Linked DNA regions of Bos taurus: region 2 is linked to region 1. A link is a contact called in public Hi-C data. All regions are on one chromosome and are shown on one strand. The core of a region is the stretch at or near the end of the contact, and the rest is flanking DNA. Distances in the headings are between cores, read along the strand shown. Region 1 holds the start of UBE2J1 (ubiquitin conjugating enzyme E2 J1). Region 2 holds the start of RNGTT (RNA guanylyltransferase and 5'-phosphatase).

Evidence for each region. A called contact is a pair of places that touch in the nucleus more often than the background predicts.
Region 2: a Hi-C map of liver shows a contact between it and region 1, with 2.1 times the contacts expected there. The contact joins the promoter of RNGTT here to the promoter of UBE2J1 in region 1. A contact is called at or near these places in 2 of 11 Hi-C or Micro-C datasets (liver and skin fibroblasts).

What each region holds. Positions count from the first base shown.
Region 1 is chr9:60,810,697-60,816,447 of ARS-UCD2.0, forward strand. UBE2J1 (ubiquitin conjugating enzyme E2 J1) reads left to right here and starts at 2,020. Exons shown (of 8, transcript NM_001206186.1): 1 at 2,020-2,123. The coding sequence starts at 2,093. It overlaps MIR2903 (microRNA mir-2903), which reads left to right and starts at 2,230; the gene lies at 2,230-2,317.
Region 2 is chr9:61,098,791-61,104,683 of ARS-UCD2.0, forward strand. It overlaps RNGTT (RNA guanylyltransferase and 5'-phosphatase), which reads left to right and starts at 3,313. Exons shown (of 16, transcript NM_001046085.2): 1 at 3,313-3,558. The coding sequence starts at 3,495.

The DNA.
Region 1 (5,751 bases), core at 770-3,269:
AAGAGTCTGGACTCTGAAATTATTCTGTCCACTCTCTAGGGCCAGTATCCTGTTTTACTTTATCCTGAATTCCCTTCAGTGTGTACCTTCAACGGGCAACTGCCACAGCTGATGGTAGGCAGATATCCTTTGTTTACTGAAATGGCAGGCAATATTTTGGGGGGCCACAGATAAGAACTTTTAATGTAGTTGAAAACACGAAGAATTTAAGCTTGAGTTCTCTGAGACCTCAATTGTCTTCATCTGTAAAATGGGTATAAATAACCCATGTCACCACCAGTGAAAAGGCAAACTTTTCCCTTATGAGTTCTTGGCTGAAACCCCTTGCAACAAATGAACAAAAGAAGAAACAAGCTGAGTAACTCCCTGAGTCATTACCAAAGATTAATAGTATCTTCAGCTAAAGACAGAAGAAAGCTGTAGGGGGATTGAAGGACGCCAGTAATGAAAGGGCACAGGGAAACGGGTAAAGGTTGTTTCGAAGATTTGTTAGTACCCCCTCCATCAACTTTCTCAGACACTAGTGGCTCAGGCCATAAAGAATCCACCTGCAATGCAGAAGACCTGGATTAGATCCCTGGGTTGGGAAGATCCCCTGGAGGAGGGTATGGCAACTCTCTCTGGTATTCTTGCCTGGCAAATCCCTATGGACAGAGGAGCCTGGGGGGCTACAGTCCATGGGGTTGCAAAGAGTCCATGGGGTCGCAAGAAGACACAACTAAGCGACTAAGCACAGCACAGCAAAAAAAAATGTGTTTTAAAAAACGTGAATTTCCCTTCAGTTCAATTCAGTCGCTCAGTCGTGTCCGACTCTTTGCGACCCCCAGGGACGGGGGAGCCTGGTGGGCTGCCGTCTATGGGGTCACACAGAGTCGGACACGACTGAAGTGACTTAGCAGCAGCAGCAGTAGGAAACGGTAAATTCTACTCTGTTTTCAGAGATTCTCTTGTGCCTGCTCTTTCTCAAAAATATCCAGTTCAAGATAATCCTTATGCCAAAGAGACATATTTTGGGGTGGCATATTGTTACCTTTCAAAAAGAAAGTTTTCTATGTTTATATAACAAAATAAAAGTTGCCCAACCTGATTTAATCCTCTTCATTCCACATGGAATTCTCTCCTTCCCTCTTCATCCTTTCCATCGTGCCAATCCACCCCCTTTTCCTAAATCCTTGTCCCTTTTTAAGTCTTTTTCGTGACGTCAGCTTATACAATGAACCCTGAAATGTGTTCTTTGAGGGGATACCTTTCATATATGTATGCTTCCGAACCCAATTATTTTTTTAAAAAATCTCCCCAAATGCTTAACTAACTGCCTTGCACCCAAGCACATTTGTCTGGGGGTAAAAAATGTTATAAAAACCCTTCACATTCTCTTATCTCTGGATTTCTCCTTTCCTGCTTAACTGTTTCCACCCCAAACAGCTACCGATCTGAAAACAAAGCACTTGGCAGTAGCCGGGCCACACGGGCGCCGGGTCGGGGTGGCTCTGAACCGGTCTCGAGGACCTGGGCCCAGATACGCCCGCCGCGAGGACGATCGGGGCGTTTCGGGCAGCGCCTTTCCGCGGGGAGTCCCGCAAGCGCCTGGGGAGCCTGGGTGGGTCTGGGCAAGGATAAGACCGGAGCGCCGCCCACTCCTGCAGATCCGGGAGTGCGCTTCGCGGGACCGGGGAAGTGACCAGTGGCCGAGCCGCGCCCCCGCCACGAAGCGACTGCCACGTCAGGACAACTTCACAAAACCTGGGCGAGGGAGGGTGACGCAGGCCGGGCGGCCGCGGCGGCTTTGGGCCCGCGGCCAGACGAGGAGGCTGACCTCCAGCCCAGCCCCGGCTTCAGCGACACCCCGGCCGGCGCCGGCGCCTGCCCGGCCCTCTGGGAGGCGGGGGAGCAGCGGAGGAGGCGGCGCCACCGCGGAGCGCGCGCCCTCCCGCCCCGCCCGCAGTCCCGGCCTGGGCGGGGCGGCCACCGCTGAGGCTCCTCGGCCAGACCCGGTCGGCCCGAACCGAGTTGAGTCGCGGGAGGCGGCGGCGCGGAGAGGCGGTGACGGCGGCGGCGGGCCGGGAGGCTGGAGCCGGGCCAGCCACCCGCCATGGAGACCCGCTACAACCTGAAGAGTCCGGGTGAGCGGGGCTGTGGGCGGGGGCGGTGCCGCACGGTGAGCGCGATGGGGGAGTGACCCCGGACCCCGGGGACCCGCTCCACGGACCCCTCGCGTCGGCCGCCACTCGCCGCTCCGCTCCCGGTTCCGCGCTCTACGCCAGCCCGCTGCCTGCCGGGCTGGTGCAGGCCGCGGAGCCGGGCGGCCCGGCAGGCACAAAACCTGGGGTCTCCCCTCCGCACCCCGACTGCCCTTCCCTCATTTTCGCCACGTAGAACTGGGTTATCAGCTTATCCCCGAGAACAGGTGTAATGGTGATAGCCGTGAGTAATAGAGATCAACCCCTTGCCCTACCTGCGCCTTGAACACGGTCGTTAGCTCTTTTCCGTCGCCGCCACCGGACTTTTTATATATTAGCTGTTTGACTCACTCTCATTTGAGGATTTCGTTTAAACGTCCTGTTTGCAGCCTTTGGGGGCAGATAGAATTACAGACATAAAGGAAATGTTCTAGACTAAAGCGGTTAACCAAAAAGCTAAGAAAACTAGTTGAGCCATGCACTTTAGAACTAACCATGATTTTAGCCATACTGGTATGATGTATGTATGTCTCTGTTCAGGCATAGAAACTTCTCTTCCTGTCTTTAATACCCCTGCTTCATTCACAGAAGCAGCCAAACACTAGCCTCAAATACTTTTCTGGTGTATAATAAAGAAGCGGGCTTCCCTGATGGCTCAGCGATAAAGAATCTGCCTACCAGTGCAGGAGACGCGGGTTGGATTCTGGTCCGGAAGATCCCCTGGAGGAGGAAATGGCAACCCACTCCAGTATTCTTGCCTGGAGAATCCCGTGGACAGAGGAGCCTGGCGGGCTACAGTCCATGGGGTCGCGAAAGAGTCAGAAACGACTTAGCGACTTAACAACAAAATAAAGAAGCACGACAAGTAAGCAGCTCTCAGATTAAGATAGGCTTGAAACCTTTGGATTCTATAAGTGGTATTGGATTTGTACCTTGATAAATTTGTTCAGAGGGAGAAACTCCACACTTTAGGTCTAAATAATCCTAATAAAGGATTTTAGTTTAGTGATGGTTTGGCCAACCTTTATTGGTTCTTTTTTTTTTTTTTCTACCGAAGAAGCAACTTCTCAGTAAGAATCACCAAGATTAGCATGCTGTTGGAGAGAGTACTGTGAATCTTGGATTTTTTTAATGACTTAAAAACGTAACAAAGACTGAAGAAAAGCCTGAGGATACTGATTGAACAGAGCTTTGTTAACTTGAGTTCTGTCAGGCTAAGAAACGTTCTCCAGTAACCAAGAATCAGTCATAACGTTTGGGGGAGCCATAGACTTAAAAAAATCCGCGGAAGGGTTTGGACTCTAGAAGAAATATGTTTATAGGATTCAATTTCAGTGGATTCACCACCCCTGCTATGCTCAACCCATCTCCTACGCCAGGGGGAATAAAGGGAGATGAAAGAGAAAGAGGGAAAGAAAAGCTTAATTTTAAGATTAGATGTTGGAATGTTTAGAATGTGGAAATTGTGCTAGATTTTAATAACAATATGTGGGTAAAACGTAGGGTAACTGGTCCCATGATACCAAGTTCCTTGAGACAGCTGAGGTATTTAGTGGAATGTCCAGAGAATAATGAAAATGAGAAATAGTGCAATTTGGAATGGAGTGTTGGTGGGTCCCAAGAGATTGTTGTCAGAGGACTTTGCTGAATTTTGATAGGCTATTGTACCCGAGACTGTGATAAGCTTTTAAAATTCTTCAGAATTTTTATTCTGTTTCTACACTGTATGACCTACTGTAAGGAAGGTACTGGTTGAGCTTTCTTTGGTAGACATGCTTCTAGCCGTATAATAAATTGCTTCGTCTTTTCAGTTTCATTTCCTCAGAGGTAGTGCTGTTGTTCTAAAAAGGAGGGTTTTTTTTAAACTTTTTTTTTTTAATTCTACAGATCATTTGGTATTCATAGAAAAAGTGAATTAGCCGAAATATGGAACTTACTGAAAGTGCGGGAAGCAAGTGAAAATGTTTTCTTTGTTTTTTTCTGTCTTGTAATACTTTTTAAGGTAACGCATGCATGAAAGGAAGTGGTTAAAAACGCTGCACAATGTAAGAGCTATAACCCTTTTTCTATCTGACGTGTAATTGTCTTAGAGGTATGGATGGAACAATTAAGACAATACAAATAACTGGTTAAAGGCCAGTTTGTTAGCATATGGATAGTAAATTTGTTCATTTTATAGATGAAACAATGTATTTTTAATGATTTTTCTAGAATGGACCTGTGATAATGGGCAGAACTCTATGTGAGGACACCTCTTGAGCCTCTGACTACCCTGTCAGTAGGTGCTTCTGGATCAGGCACCCTGCTCTCTCTTTTGGGTCTGTTCTGGTCTAAGTATCAGGGTCTCAGAGTACAAAGTAAGGGGACATAATGTGTAAAGAACTTCCTGTGGCCAGATTTCTTCAGAAGGGCCCAATCTGCTCGTTAGCAGATGGTTGGCATATAAGAAATTGGTGCAAAGGCACCGATTACCTCCATCAGAAATATAGGAGTTACTCTATCTGTGGGCTTCCCTGGTAACTCAGTGGTAAAGAATCTGCCTGCAGTGCAAGAGCTACAGGAGACACAGGTTCCATCCCTAGGTCAGGAAGTTCCCCTGGAGGAGGGCGTGGCAACCCACTCCAATATTCTTGCCTGGAGAATTTCGTGGACAGAGGAGCCTGGCGGGTTACAGTCCATGGGGTCACAAAGAGTTGGATACGACTGAAGTGACCGAGCACACACGTACTCTGTCCATACCCAGGATACCTACTGCCCCTTCACGCTAATCATTCTCAAGTTTTAATGTCCGATTTAAACCCTTCTCCTAGGCTATAGATACACAGAACTTACTGGTGATTTAACATCTTTACCCAGATTTCCCACAAACCAAAAAAAAAAAACATCTCTACAAGGTGTAAAAACCAAAAACCAGTTAGTTTTCTTTCCTCCCCCTCTTTCCTTATCCCAGGAATTGACTGCCACCTAGGAACCCATGGGAGTCATCTTTGATTTCTTGGTCTACTTTTTTACTCCACTCCCTACCCTGAAACACATACAAATACATGCATTTCCATGTGGGCACTAATGAACAAAGTCACATGTATCTAATCAATTACTGTCCATCATCACCAGATCAGTTGAAACAAAATAAAAAATTAGGTCAGTCCTCAAATTGGCAAAATTTTAATAGCTTCCTGGTGAAAGTGAAAGTTGCTCAGTTGTAGAGTCCATGGAATTCTCCAGGGCAGAATACTGGGGTGGGTAGCCGTTCCCTTCGGGGGATCTTCCCAACTCAGGGATTGAACCCAGGGCTCCTGCATTACAGGCGAATTCTTTACCAGCTGAGCCACTAGGGAAGCCCCCTCAAATTAACAAAATTTTAATAGCTTCCTGGTAGCTATGGATAAAGTTCAAAGTAGACTGTTTAGCTCGGTCTAGATGGACTTCCCTGGTAGCTCAGCTGGTAAAGAATCTGCCTGCAATGCAGGAGACCCCTGTTCTATTCCTGAGTCAGGAAGTTTCCCTGGAGAAGGGATAGGCAACCCACTCTAGTATTCTTGTCTGGGGAATCCCATGGACAGAGGAGCTT
Region 2 (5,893 bases), core at 2,063-4,562, 290 kb after region 1:
GACTTCACTTTCACTTTTCACTTTCATGCATTGGAGAAGGAAATGGCAATCCACTCCAGTGTTTTTGCCTGGAGAATCCCAGGGACAGGGGAGCCTGGTGGGCTTCCGTCTATGGGGTCGCACAGAGTTGGACACGACTGAAGTGATTTAGTAGCAGTAACAGCAGGAAATAAAAACACGAAGGACAACTAATCATAAATAGACAATGAGGCTTTACGCTCTAGACAACTGAATAATTTTTTTAGAAAACTGAAGTATAGTTGATTTGCTGCTGCTGCCAAATTCCTGGGATTCCTGGAAGGGCTTATGTTTCTACAAGTCTGGACGTGCCTCCAGAAGTCATGGTGGGTGTTATGGATTGAATTGTCCCAAAAGATATCTTTAATTTCTAACCTTGTACTTTTGAGTGTGGCTTTATTTGGAAATAGGTTTTTGCAGATGGAATCTTGATGAGTTTACACAGGATTAGGGTGGGCCGGAATTCAATGGATGGACTGGAAATTTGGACATAGCCACACATAGAGAGGGCTTCCCAGGTGGTGCTAGTGGTAAAGAACCCACTTACCAATGCAGAAGACATAACAGACATGAGTTCTATCTTTGCAACTTACAGCTTGGAACCAGGTGTTGTTGTTATTGTTGTTCAGTCACTCAGTCATGTCTGACTCTTTGCAACCCCACGGACTACAGCATGCCAGGCTTCCCTGTCCTTCACCAACTCCTGGAGCCTGCTCAAACTCAATGTCCATTGAGTCCGTGATGGCATCCAACCATCTCATCCTCTGTTGTCCCCTTCTGCTCTTGCCTTCAATCTTCCCCAGCATCAGGGTCTTTTTCAATGAGTCAGCTCTTCTCATCAGATGGCCAAAGTATTGGAGTTTCAGCTTCAGCATCAGTCCTTCCAATGAATATTTAGGATTGATTTCCTTTAGGATTGACTGGTTGGATCTCCTTGCAGTCCAAGGCACTTTCAAGAGTCTTCCCCAACACCACAGTTCAAACGCATCAATTTTTTGGCGTTCAGCTTTCTTTATGGTTCAGCTCTCATATCCATACAGGACTACTGGAAAAAGTATAGCTTTGACTGTAGGGACCTTTGTTGGTAAAGTAATGTTTCTGCTTTCTTTAGGTTAAATTCCCGTGGTGACAAGGAGACAGGGGGATGCCATCTTTCTTCCTGTTTACAAAGAGATGGCTCTCCAGACCCTGAGAAAAGTTCTTAGGTTTTAAAGCAGTCAAGAGGCTTACTGAGCTGTTCAAAAGACTTATATATAGGTATCAAAGTGATGGGGCAGGATTTACAAATAAAAGTTTTTGGAAGAAAATGTTCTAGGAAAGGGGAAAGTCTTTTTCCTTTTTGTCAACAGGGAAAATTCAATCTTATTTACCCCTACTCTCACCTCTCTGCCGTTCTCCAAGAGGAAAAACAGATGCCCACAGAGTGACCAATGTGAGTCCTCCCTGGCTTTCTGGAACCACAAACACATTCTCATTAACATGTCTTGACCTCCTCTTTGCTCCAACTCCACTCTGCCAGCAGACACTAGAATTGGCCATTATCTGGGCAGATTGTAATTGCCCAGATTGTAATTGTAATTGGCTGGTTTGTAAGGCAACTGAGTCTTATCTTTTCCTGTTAGCAGAGGAGTGTTACTTTCACTAAAAGGTCTCAACAGATATAACAGCCAGACAGACCAGGAGTGCCAACTAATTCAGGCTCTCTCAAACAGAGAGAGCCCCTTTCCATTTCTGGGGAGAATTCTGATCATATTGAGATGGTCCAGGCATTTGGGAGCTGAGCAGTCCCACAAGTTTCTCACCAGCACTTTAACATCAGATCCCCAACCTCCAGGATCTAATGCCTGATGATCTAAGGTGGAATTGGTGTCATAATAATAGAAATAAAAGTGCACAATGAATGAAATGCACTTGAATCATCTTGAAACCCACCCCCTCTCCCTAGCCTGGTTCGTGGAAAAACTGTCTCTCATGAAATTGGTCAAAAAGGTTGGAGACCACTGCTTTAACACGCATTCCCTGCCCTGCCCCAAACCGCATTCTCTTGCAGTTCAAATACAGCACTAACATTTAAAACCAGCCTGTTAACACTATAATTAACTTGCCAGCATCCAGCTTTATATTTCATACTTTAACTAAATTAGTCTAGTAGCTATAGAAAGTCTTATTACAGGACACAGTTTATAAAATGAACTTCCAATCGCCTGGAATTGGAAGATGCTTCCAATCTCACGGGCTTAACTGGAAGGAAAGACCATTTGGTAAACCAAATTGAGAACACTGCCGCGTAGCGGTACTCCACTGAGCAATTCCTGCCTTTGCCAATTACACACATTAGTTGGTAACTTTGAGACTCCCAAATACACTATAAAACTGCTCCAGAAATGTAGAAACAAAACTCATAAAACCCATTTTGGGGTTAATTTCAGATGCTTCATGGATCCCTAGAAGCACACCCCCAAAGAGAAATCCTTCATTTCGGGTGCTCCAATCTCTCGCCCTTAGAGTTTCTCTAAAGCTTGTTCCGCTAATCCAAGTCAGGAAAAACTTTTCCAATTCCCAGTCAAACCCAGATCCTGCCGGGACGCCAAACTTGGCCGAAAAAAGGGCGATCAGGCTCTTGGAGTATGACGGCGGCGGGAAAGCCCCTTTCGTCAGTAAAACAGATGCCTTAACGAAATCTGCGGACTACTCTACGCTTGGAAAGAGGCTTGGTTTCCTTTCATTCTCCAGGGTTTCCATCGGCTGTCGAGACAGAAATGTAAAGAACGGTAGTTCTGCGGTATCCCGTACTATGGCAGCAGCTGCTGCTGCTGCTACTGCTGCTGCTAAGTCGCTTCAGTCGTGTCCGACACTGTGCGACCCCATAGAGAGCAGCCCACCAGGCTCCCCCGTCCCTGGGATTCTCCAGGCAAGAACACTGGAGTGGGTTGCCATTTCCTTCTCCAATGCATGAAAGTGAAAAGTGAAAGTGAAGTCGCTCGGCCGTGTCTGACTCTTAGCGACCCCATGGACTGCAGCCTACCAGGCTCCTCTGTCCATGGGATTTTCCAGGCAAGAGTACCAGAGTGGGGTGCCATTGCCTTCTCCCACTATAGCAGCCGAGCATGTGCAAAGTCGCCCACAGAGCTGTCCGAGATTTGGGCGGGGCGGGGCGAGGGAAGACCCGCCCCTTCCACTCGCCTTGGCCTTAACTCCTTCCCATCCCTCCGCCGGCGTCTCTTTTTCACCTCTGACCTCGGAAAGAAGTGGGTGGGGCCTTTGGGGGCGGAAGTGGCGGTGCATTGTGGGCTCGCCTAGAGTTGAGCCTGAATGGAAGTGGCGCGCTGCCGCTGACGTTACCCGCGTCCGAGCGGCTAGGGTTCGGACGCCGTCCGGGATTCGGGTACCTCAGACCTGTGGTTCAGAGCGGACCGCGAGGAGGCGGCGGCTAGGCCGAGCGTTGGTGGAGGGGCGGCTGTGCGCGGCCCCAAGACATGGCTCACAACAAGATCCCGCCGCGGTGGCTAAACTGTCCGCGGCGCGGCCAGCCGGTGGCAGGTAACCGGGACCGGGGTGTTCGAGTCCCCGCGCACGGGCGGGTCCGAGAGTGGGCTGAGGGCGTGCAGCTTTCGGTAGTGGTGTTTCAGGACCGAGATATGTTCGGTCCGATGAAGCTTGTTTGGGAATCTGGACTGGAGGGAATAGGGGCACTTGTTAAGGCTAAATGTTGCAAACAGGAAGGTAGATAGGAGGTTTCTGTGTGGCAGGAACTGAGGACGCAAGAACTCAAGGGGCAGTACTTTGAAGCTTAGTCAAGAGTTTTGTAAACCTTTCAGGGTTCTCGGAAGGGTGTCTGTCGGTCTTGAGATGAAGGAAGGCTTAAGAAGAGGAAGGGCAGTTCCCAGCGGTGAAATTGATCCACACCGAGACTGGAGGTTTTTGTTTTGCTTAGTTTTTTAAAATCTTTTTTTTTTTTTAAAGAATGACTTTTGAGGACTTTTTCATCTTTGAGTTTGACCCAACAGACTTTAAATTTAAAAGTGTACCGTTGGGTAAATTTTGACTTCCGCACACCCCCTATGAAACACAGATAGTAAACATAATCATCACCTCTTCAGGTTTCCTCCAGCTCTTGATAATCCCTCCCTCTGCAGGCAACCGGTGATCTGCTCTCTGTCACTATAGATTTAGTTTGCATTTTGTATAATTTTTAAAATAAATGGAAACATACTCTCTTTTGGGGACGATCTCTGGCATCTTTCACTCAGCATTATTATTTTGAGATTTATACGTGTGCTTGTGTGTATCATTAACTCATCCCTTATTACTGCCAAGTAATAGTCTATTGTTACAGCTACACCGGTTTAAATTAGATTTGTTTATTCATTCATTCGTTGATGGTCCTTTGGGTTTTCAGTTTTTGGCTGTTGCATACTAACTTACTATGAACATTAATGTGCAGTTCTTTGTATGGGCATATGTTTTCTTTTCCCCTGTGTAAATCTTTAGGAGAGGGATGGATCATACAGTAGGTGTACGTTTAACATTTCAAAAAACTGCCAAACTCTTTTCAAAGTCATAACATTTTGCATTCCTGACTATCAGTATGAGGATTTTTCTTTGCTCCATATCCTAACACTTGATTTGATCAGTCTTTTTAATATTACCCGTTCTTTACCAACTGAGCTCTCAGGGAAGCCCCAATAGGGACTTAGTACTGTCTTATTGTGGTTTGATGTTGAGCATCTTTTCATGTGCTTCTTGGAAATATCTTCTTTTATGAAATGTCCAAAACTTTTGCTGATTTAAAAAATATTTATTTTTATTTATTTGACTGTGCAGGGTCTTAGTTGCAGCACTTGGGATCTATGATCTTTGTGCGGCACTGGAGATCGTAAGATGGGGCATGTGGAAACTCTTAGTTGCAGAATGTAGGATCTAGTTCCCTAGCCAGGGATCCAACCTAGGACCCCTGCATTGGGAACTCAGAGTCTTAGCCACTGGGTCACCAGGGAAGTTCCTTTGCTGATTTTTAAAATTGGGTGGTTTTATTTTTGAGTTGTTATTTTTCTTTATATGTTGTAAATACAAATCTTTTTTTTGTTGTTCAATTGCTAAGTCATGTCCAACTCTTAGCAACCCCTTGAACTGCAGCACGCCAGGTTTCCCTGTCCTTCTCAATCTCCTGGAGTTTGCTCAAACTCACATCCAATGAGTCGGTGATGCTATCCAACCAACTCATCCTCTGTTACCCCTTCTCCTCTTGCCCTCCGTCTTTCCCAGCATCAGGGTCTTTTCCAGTGAGTTGGCTCCTTGCATCAGATGGCCAAAGTATTGGAACTTCATATGCTTTTCAAAGTCTTTTCTCCAGTTTGTGGCTTGCCTTTTCATTCTCTTTTGTTGTTTCTTTTGAAGAATTAAAATTTTAAAGTTTAACTAACGTCAACCTAATGCTTTTTCTAGAAGATGTTTTGAAACAAAATTAAAGGATTTTGTAGTGAACTATGCATGCTTATTAATTATATACACATCTTTAGTATGTCTGCCTAGTTATTTTAAATGGTTGGAAGAGAAGATTCTGTAGTCATTTTTTAATTCATGTTTTCTGATTCTTCTGGTTTGTCAGCTTTTCTTCACATTTTATGTTAAATCTTCAGTCAGTAAAACCATATAAATGATGGATAAAAGTCTTATTGAAAGATAATCTAAATAAGTCTTAGGGTGAGGAAATGGTTTTCCTTAACAAAAATGAAATAATTTTCTTTATGTTCTAACCATTTTTATAGGCATTTTCACTTGTAGTTGATAGTCATTGTACTTTCTTTAGATGAATTGATTACAGTTCTTTACACTTTTCTTTATAGGTCTTACTCTTCAGACATTTTGACTTTTT